Regions from separate parts of the Oncorhynchus mykiss genome. Here region 2 is linked to region 1. The links are chromatin contacts, called in public Hi-C maps. All regions are on one chromosome and are shown on one strand. The core of a region is the stretch at or near the end of the contact, and the rest is flanking DNA. Distances in the headings are between cores, read along the strand shown.

Region 1 (4,296 bases), core at 549-3,048:
GGTTACCCCGGGGGTGATGCTCTGTTCTTCAGAGGTATGTTGAGTGCATGTAGGAAATTGTCCCAAACATTATGCAAGTCCAAAGCTACATTGAAATAATTGTTATATTACCTGTTTCAGACATGAAGCATGGCATGATGGACGTGGGTATCTTCTGCAAGGAGCCACGGTTTGGTCTCAGCACTGAGAAAGACTGCAGCATCACCAAGTTCCTCAACAGGATCCTGGGCCTGGAGGTCCACAAGCAGAACTCTCTGTTCCAGTACTTCACCGACAACTTTGACTACCTGATCGAGAAGGACAAAAAGGAGGGCAAATACGACATGGGAATCCTAGGTATGGAGTCCAACACTCACACTTAAAACATGACTGAATAAAATGGTGCCCTTTCCCATAGGTTGTAAAGCTAAATAACTCTCCACACTATTAGAACAAAAGGCTGCATTCTATTGTATGGGACTACTACGCCATACAGTATATACTCCTCCATATATTAAAATAAATCTACCTGCCTACTTCATTTGGCCTTCCTAGAATGTCTTTCCATGAACAGCAGCATGAGGCTGATGGTTTGGTATGGTACCGAGCATCTGTATAGAGATGCTAGGTATGTCTCCTGACTAGAACTATGTGTCCTGTTCTGTCAGATCTGGCCCCAGGTAACGATGAAATCTACGAGGAGAAGCAAGAGACCTTCATGACAGTTGGAAACCCCCAGGACGGACAGGTCGTGCTCTACAAGGTACTCCCGTGGTACACTGGTACATTATTGTACAATCAAATTGTCTCGCTATATTTGACAGGCACCTCATATAGATTTTCATGTTGATCTTTGTTTTGTAACTAAATGAGTGCTGCTGGTTCTCTGGTCTGAAAAATAGATAAAATAGGTCAAGTTTCAATAAGACTAAAGCTAGTGATATATATATTTTTAAACACTACCCACCATTGCTGTGAAACAACAAGAAAGCAGTGTTTCCTGCATACGCAGCCAGAGAGGTGATATAATGTCAAACTAGTCAAATTATTTTGTCAGACAGCTCTGCAGCATACATGGGCAGACTAGCCTAGCTAAAAAGGATGACTAAAGACAGTACAGCACAGGTGTCAAACTCATTGCACGGAGGGCCGAGTGTCTGCGGGTTTTTGCTCCTTACTTATACTTGATTGATGAATTAAGGTCACTAATTAGTATGGAACTCCCCGTACCTGGTTGTCTAGGGCAACCAAAAACCTCCCCTCCATGGAATGAGTTTTACAGCCCTGCAGTGCAGTATGGGAAGCACAGAGATAACATTAGATGGGCTGACTGCTACAGGCAGATGATCACTTTAAGGAATTCAAAATTAATTCAAATGAAACTAAGTAAAATGTTTCCTATTTTCTATGTTTTGGTAATTGAATGTTAACTATTTCCTTGCTCTGGAATTTCCATTAAAAATCTCAAAAATAATTTTTATGTGATTATTTAATAATGAATAAAAAAATATATATATATTGTTGAAATCGAAAACAGCAATTATTTTTTCAGAATTGAACCGACACCGAACCAACCTCAAAAATAATGAATTGCTCTGCACAAGCAGGTATACCGAGATTTAAAATGTTGACATTTCAGCTGCCTGTGGTTGGATGGTGAACATCATATTTAGCCAGATGGAGGGAGAGTAGCAGAATGCTGAAAAATGATCATTACTGGTGTCTTCGGCTCCCTGCCTTGCCTGGCCGTCACTGCAGGATAACCTAGAGTGTACATTTTTAGCCAACACAGCCAGGACCGATAAAGCACATGTAGACTCCCAACTCATGCCAACCCCCCTGGCTGGCCTCTGAGCCCCTGATACAAAGAGGATACAAAGAGCTGTGTATGTGTGTGTTCCCGCACAGATTTCCGCGTATGTGTTGGGAATGTTGAATCGTGCCCACAGTGGGTATTCATGCATAGTGTTCTCCCATAGGGCAGCTTTTCTGACCTCTAACCTTTAACCCTTATCCTCTGCATGTCACCTCTATAGATCAGCGTGGACAGAGGTATGCCCTGGGAGGAGGCCTATGAGAAAGTCCAGAACCTCAACAGTCCTGACGAGGGCTTCTACCTCTCACACAAGGTGAGTCTAGCTGGCTACCGTAGAGCACAGGGAGACACTCTGCATGTCCCAGCACGCACACAGACGTACCAGGAAGCGTATGATACTGTGAGTACCTGTACCTCCCCAGGGCTCAAGCAGAGCTAGAACAGCTTTCAGACTGGCTATTTCCCAGGGGTGAATGACATCAGAAGGGTCCAGGTGCCTCTGTTCTGTTCTCTGGAGTGTGGCTCTTTCATTGCACATCAAGGGAGTAGGATGAAAGTATACATGTTATGAACCTAAAGAAGGAGTTTAACTAGGATTTTGTTCAGTATTAATTGTAGTGGCTTGAGTGAACAATATACACAGCCTCTTCCTTCCTGATGTGGAGTTTTCTTAATTATACTGTAGTTAAATCCACTTGGTTCATAATACAATTCAACAATGAAATGACAGTCTTCTATAGTCCCACCAGGCAAACACTTCAACACTGCCAGGTTCCCAGTTGAACTCACTATAAATCTTCCGCCTCTTTTTTGATTTGATTTATTTGTGGTTTAAAACAATTGTACAGATGGAGTTCAATCGTGGCCAGAGGAAAACACATGAAAGTATTTTACAGAACTTTAAAGACATTCCCATCTCCTATGGTTTCCTCAGTTGCGGGGGAACCACCCGTGTGTGCTGCTGGCGGAGCAGGGTCGAGGGAGGAACTTCATCGTCTACAAGCCCAACATCGGGAAGCAGGCCCACCCAGAGAGCCTGGACAACCTGCAGCTACGCTACCGCAAGGTATGACTCAGTCTGACACGCACCAACACACACACAGACAGACACACACACAGACACACTGACATGCACACAATAGAAGGTTTCCACTCGCATGGCAACAAGATTTGTCTTTGTTGTTTGGCAGGAAATGTTTTATGTTTTTTGTGTGGTGTATGCTGCCCTCTAGTGGAATAAACAATAGTGAAACAGGAAGAGCAGTCCTGCGTATTGTTTAAGGTACAATATAAAAACCAGCACTCAACACTTTAACATAAGACTTGTGTGTTGTGTTCCCATCCTAGGTGACTCCAGACCAAGCCAAGGACAGCTGGGAGAGCCAGTTCAACTTCTCCTTTGGGAAATGTAGCCATGCTAACTGGAACGGGAAGTGTAAGAAGATCGAGGAGGGTCAGGAGTGTCTGCAGGGAATGCGTCTGCGCCAGTACCACATGCTGTGTGGTGCGCTACTGCGCGTCTGGAAGTATGTGGCTGACGTGGTCTCTGACATCACCTGCTCCAGCATCCTTCAGATCGTACGCCTCAAAACCAAAAATAGTAACAAGCAAGTCGGTGAGTACTAAACAACTCCATACAACCCACACACACACACACCATCACCAAAGTGTGGTTCTGTGAAAGGGAATCAGAGGGAATGTCTTGACAAATTAGTTTTTCGGTTGCCAAAATCAAACGCCACAACAGCATTATGCTCCAACCAACTGAGCCAAATTATCGACTTGTATAAACAAATGTAAACATAATTCTCTCGTGGCCTCCCGAGTGGTCTAAGGCACTGCATCGCAGTGCTAGTTGTGCTACTAGAGATTCTGGGTTCGAGTCCAGGCTCTGTTGCAGCCGGCCACGACCGGGAGACCCATGGGGCGGCGCACAATTGGCCCAGCGTCGTCCGGGTTAAGGGAGGGTTTGGCCGGCAGGGATGTTCTTGTCCCATCGCGCACTAGTGACTCCTGTGGCGGTCCGGGCGACGCTGACACAGTCACCAGGTGTACAGTGTTTCCTCCGACACGTTGGTGCGGCTGGCTTCCAGGTTAAGTGGGCATTGTGTCAAGAAGCAGTGCGGCTTGGCTGGGTTGTGTTTCAGAGGACGCACGGCTCACGACCTTTGCCTCTCCCGAGTCTGTACGGGAGTTGCAGCGATGAGACAAGACTGTAACTACCAATTAGATACCACAAAATTGGGGAGAAAAAGGGGTAAAAAAACTAAAACATAATACCCTCTCTTTCTCCCCTAGGTATCAAGATCCCAGAGAACTGTGTGGCCCGAGTGCGGCAGGAACTTCTCAAAATGGACGAGGAGGTGAAGAGAAGGCGCAAGGAGAAGGAGCAGCAGCGCGCCCAGGAGCAGCAGCGAGCCCAGGAGCAGCGGCTAGCCGAGGAGCGGCAGCTTCAGAACCAACACCTGCTGGCCAAGCTTTACAGCCAGAGACAGACCCTG
Region 2 (4,221 bases), core at 189-2,688, 110 kb before region 1:
GCCTTGGTCCCAGCCTAGTCAAACAAACCTTGGTCCCAGCCTTGTTTTACTCATGTAGCTATAGGCCTATTCAAAATAGCTGAGAATGTTACGAAGGTGGGCGATAGACTGTGGTTCAGTTGACTAAATTGTATTAAATGCAATTGGTGGCTATGTTTATTGCTGTACATTCTGTACTCACTTATCTATTTATTTTGTTTTAAATCGTCAGTAACTTCCGCAGGTAAGAAATACTGTTTGCAATCCACGAGCTTCAAGCCACTATTGCCGCGTTCAAAACAACTGGGAACTCGGAATTCAGAAATCTCCAACTTCCGACTTCAGTGCGTTCAAGAAGACTGGGAAATCAGGGGGGGGGGGGGGGGGGGGGGAAATGCTCCGACTGGAGAACGTTCAATTCAATTCAATGGGCTTTATTTGCATGGGAAATATATGTTAACATTGCCAAAGCAAGGGAAGTAGATAATATATAAAAGTTAAATAAACAATAAAAATGAACAGTAAACATTACACTCACAGAAGTTCCAAAAGAATAAAGACATTACACATGTCATATTATGTATATATACAGTGTTGTAACGATGTGCAGATTGTTAAAGTACAAAAGGGAAAATAAATAAACATAAATATGGGTTGTATTTACAATGGTGTTTGTTCTTCACTAGAAAATGGCAACAGGTCACAAATCTTGCTGTTGTGATGGCACACTGTGGTATTTCAACCAGTAGATATGGGAGTTTATCAAAATCGGATTTGTTTTCAAATTCTTTGTGGATCTGTGTAATCGGGGGGAAATATGTGTCTCTAATATGGTCATACATTTGGCAGGAGGTTAGGAAGTCCACCTCATTTGGTGGGCAGTGTGCACATTGCCTGTCTTCTCTTGAGATCCAGGTCTGCCTACTGCAGCCTTGCTCAATAGCAAGGATATGCTCACTGAGTCTGTACAGAGTCAAAGCTTTCTTAAGTTTTGGTCAGTCACAGTGGTCAGGTATTCTGTCAATGTGTAGTCTCTGTTTAGGGCCAAATATAATTCTAGTTTGCTCAGTTGTTTTGTTAATTCTTTCCAATGTGTCAAGTAATTATAGTTTTGTTTTCTCGTGATTTGGTTGGGTCTAATTGTGTTCATCCAACTCCGGAGCTCGGACCTCTTAGAGCTCCGACTTTCCGATCTGAAGATCGACGACGTCATTATTTGACCGCGTATTTTCCGAGTTCCCAGTTTCTTGAGTGCACCATGAATGAGCGACATCTCTGATGCTGCGTTAATATACTAGTCGGAACAAGGCAACTCGGAAATGTACGACTCGCTAACTGGTTTTAGTTATACACGTGCCGCATTCAACCAATTAGCAGGTCGTAAAGTTTCCGAGTTTCCTAGTTCCGACTAGCAATTGAACGCGGCAGGAGTATCCCACTGTGTGACATACGGAGTGACGACAGCAGAGGAAATATCTGCTTGCAAGATGGCGGCGTCTATCAGGAAGTGAAGGAAACAACTGAAAATAAAAGTTGGACCAAATTCCTTGTTTTGGTCCATTTAAAGCAATAATTCGATTGAAAACATAACTGCGAACGGATCTTGTATTCAGAATAAGAAACACATTCGTGGTAAGTTTAATTTCAGCTTTTCGTAAAACGTAAACACGGCGCGAACGACACATCGTCAGCTAACCTTAGCTATCAATCCCCTGCTCGATCGACTCAAGACTTCTCAAGCAGCTTGAGCAACATAGTTAGCTTGGTAGCCAGGCAAGCTAATAGTCGTCGCACTTCGATAGCATCTATTTGTTTAGCTAGCTAACGTTGGTGAACGTGTAGCTAAGTGGTATTTAACGTTATTTTGAATGCTACTGAAAGATTGCTGTCAAATGTATGTTTTTGTTTTGTAGTTTTCAATCTTCGTTTAACTATCGTTATGTCTAGCCAGCCGCTAGCCAGCCGCTACGCTTTTAGTACTAACTAGTTATCTCAGAGAGCACCTTGGCTTGGCTAGTGGTAGCTAGCTAGCTATCTCTGCCTTTGTACCAAAGATTTCCCCTAAATATTTTTGTACTGCTTAGTTAGCTAGCATAGCTAGTTCCCGGCATTGTAGCGACATGATTTGTCATCAAAGCAACTTTATTTTATTTATCGGACATGCATTTAAAGACAACCTTAACTATATTTGCTAGATATCTGGAAAGTATTTGAAATAACTATAGTAGCTAGAAAGCGAACGTTAAGGCTTGTGTTTACACGAAGTCTATGGTATTGTTGGCTATTACGCTAACCATACATGTAAAGCCTTTACTTTACTAAAGAACTGCGTTCGTTTTTTTAAATTAAGTGGCTAGCTAGGTATTGCGTATTTGAATGATCGTCGGTTGAACCTTTCGTTATGTAGTTAACAGAATACACAACAGGTTTTCCACATTGAAAGTATACCTTTTTCTCATAGTGATATTGATAGCCCTCACATCCCCGCTTTCTTTCCTAATCCTTTCTGAATCAGTGGACAGTGTGACCATCTTTTCTTTTAATGTAAACTTTGGAACTCTAATTCACATTACATTTAACATCTCTCTTTTCATAGCTAGTACTTTTGATAGGTTGGATATAAAGTAGTCAACCATATCCCAATAGAATATAGATTGATAAGGCTCAGATGGAAAACAGACGTTTTAGAATTTATTTCAATTTGTTACATGCAAACCCACACATAATTATGGAGTTGTGAGGTGCATGATAAGTCACTGGCAGTCAAAGGCAAGGCAGCACATCTCTTGTTTGGCTGAAATACCTTTCTATGTGAATGTGGCATGTTTAGGGCCATAGGCACTAGCAGGCATATGGACTCTAGTCACAATGCAGTTCCAGACCTGTCTGCAGGGGTTTTTCTGGCTCAAAAGGGGGCTTAAGTAATGGGTGTGGTCAGAGCAGCTGAATTTTAGAGGCCCCCATCTTGGTAACACATTGAACATTTGTGGAGCTGAGGGAAAATGTTGCCGTTTTAAGCTCATTCCCTGCCATTCTACATATTCTACCATGGAGCTGAAAGAAAATGTTGCTGTTTTAAAGAACATTTCCTGCAATTCTATGCATTTTGCTTTGGCTAATGCTGTTTTCTTTTGCTCTAACATAGTAACAAAATCTGCTAAATTCATTGTTTTGGGGATTTTCAATTCTCCCTGACTGTAGCTTTTATTTGTGATTGTTAGTTCTCAAAGATCATATTATAAAAAAATATATAAAGATCTCATTATCATCTACATACTCTCTATCTGGCTTTAGTCGTTTAAGTTTATACTGAAAGCATTTTTCCATCCCTAATTTTGATAAAACATTTTTACCCTGTTTGGACTTGTGAAGAGGGGAAATGTTGACACATGCATTGTGCTGAAGCTTTATGTGTGTTATGAGAGGGGAGTGGGGAAGAGCAGGAGGCGATGCATGTGTCATTGTAGCTTGCCTGGATTGTAGATCACTGACAGCTGTGAGGAGGCATTGACCCCTTAAACTTTAGTCCTGCTTGTCTGAGTATTATGTGCAACTGCAGTGTAACTTTATAGGCCTAGCTGTAGAAATGTTAGCTCTTGTGTCTGCCTGGCATGATACCACAAGTGTTTTTTATGGCTGGCAGTTGAGATTCTCTTGATTCCTTGTAGGCACAAGTAAGGATAATTGCTCATGAAAAAATCAAATGACCGTTCTCTTACAAATCTGTAGCCACTTCACAATTTCTTCCCAGTAGAGTACAATTGCCTTCGATGCCTGCAGGCTAGTCAGGGAAAATGCTAACGTTGGCACAGGTTGCCATGGTAGTTTTTCCATGGTCATTTCCCCTAGTGAGGGATGCTATTTGCTGATTGCCAGTTGAATATGCTGTGTTACTGAGCTTCCTGTTTATCCACCATGGCCGAGGGGAGCGAGATAGAGAAGGGTTAGAAATTCATGACATCAAGGCCAATGACCACCTCTCTCGCTCTCCACGGCTACTGGAGCTTAATGGCAACACACAGGCTCTTTAACTATCATGCAGGAATATGTCTACTGAATGAAAACCACAAGCTTCCCCCCTCTCCTTGCTAGCGGCAGTGCACCCCAGAGCTCGATCAATAGACAGCTGTTCACTTCCTGACATGAGTTGACATAAAGTCAGGAGTGTAATAAAAAAATGAAAAAAACTCTACTCCACTGTTCTTATTTTGTCACATCCGGTGAAAAATAGGTATTGACAAA

What was found. A called contact is a pair of places that touch in the nucleus more often than the background predicts.
Region 2: a contact with region 1 is called in a Hi-C map of liver, with 4 times the contacts expected there. The contact joins the promoter of LOC110506262 here to the enhancer-like site in region 1. A contact is called at or near these places in 2 of 3 Hi-C or Micro-C datasets (blood and liver).

The regions. Positions count from the first base shown.
Region 1 is chr1:20,370,688-20,374,983 of USDA_OmykA_1.1, reverse strand. It overlaps LOC110506262 (protein strawberry notch homolog 2), which reads left to right. Exons shown (of 29, transcript XM_036967004.1): 23 at 1-34; 24 at 121-336; 25 at 648-742; 26 at 2,016-2,108; 27 at 2,730-2,861; 28 at 3,143-3,410; 29 at 4,094-4,296. Among protein-coding and RNA genes, the nearest start is that of LOC110505853, 11 kb to the right of the region's middle. Within about 2 kb of position 1,798, at least 1 of the 11 cell types and tissues checked has an H3K27ac peak or open chromatin away from gene starts, as enhancers often do. A contact at or near this core is called in liver, where this site is marked.
Region 2 is chr1:20,479,029-20,483,249 of USDA_OmykA_1.1, reverse strand. It overlaps LOC110506262 (protein strawberry notch homolog 2), which reads left to right and starts at 1,438. Exons shown (of 29, transcript XM_036967004.1): 1 at 1,438-1,611.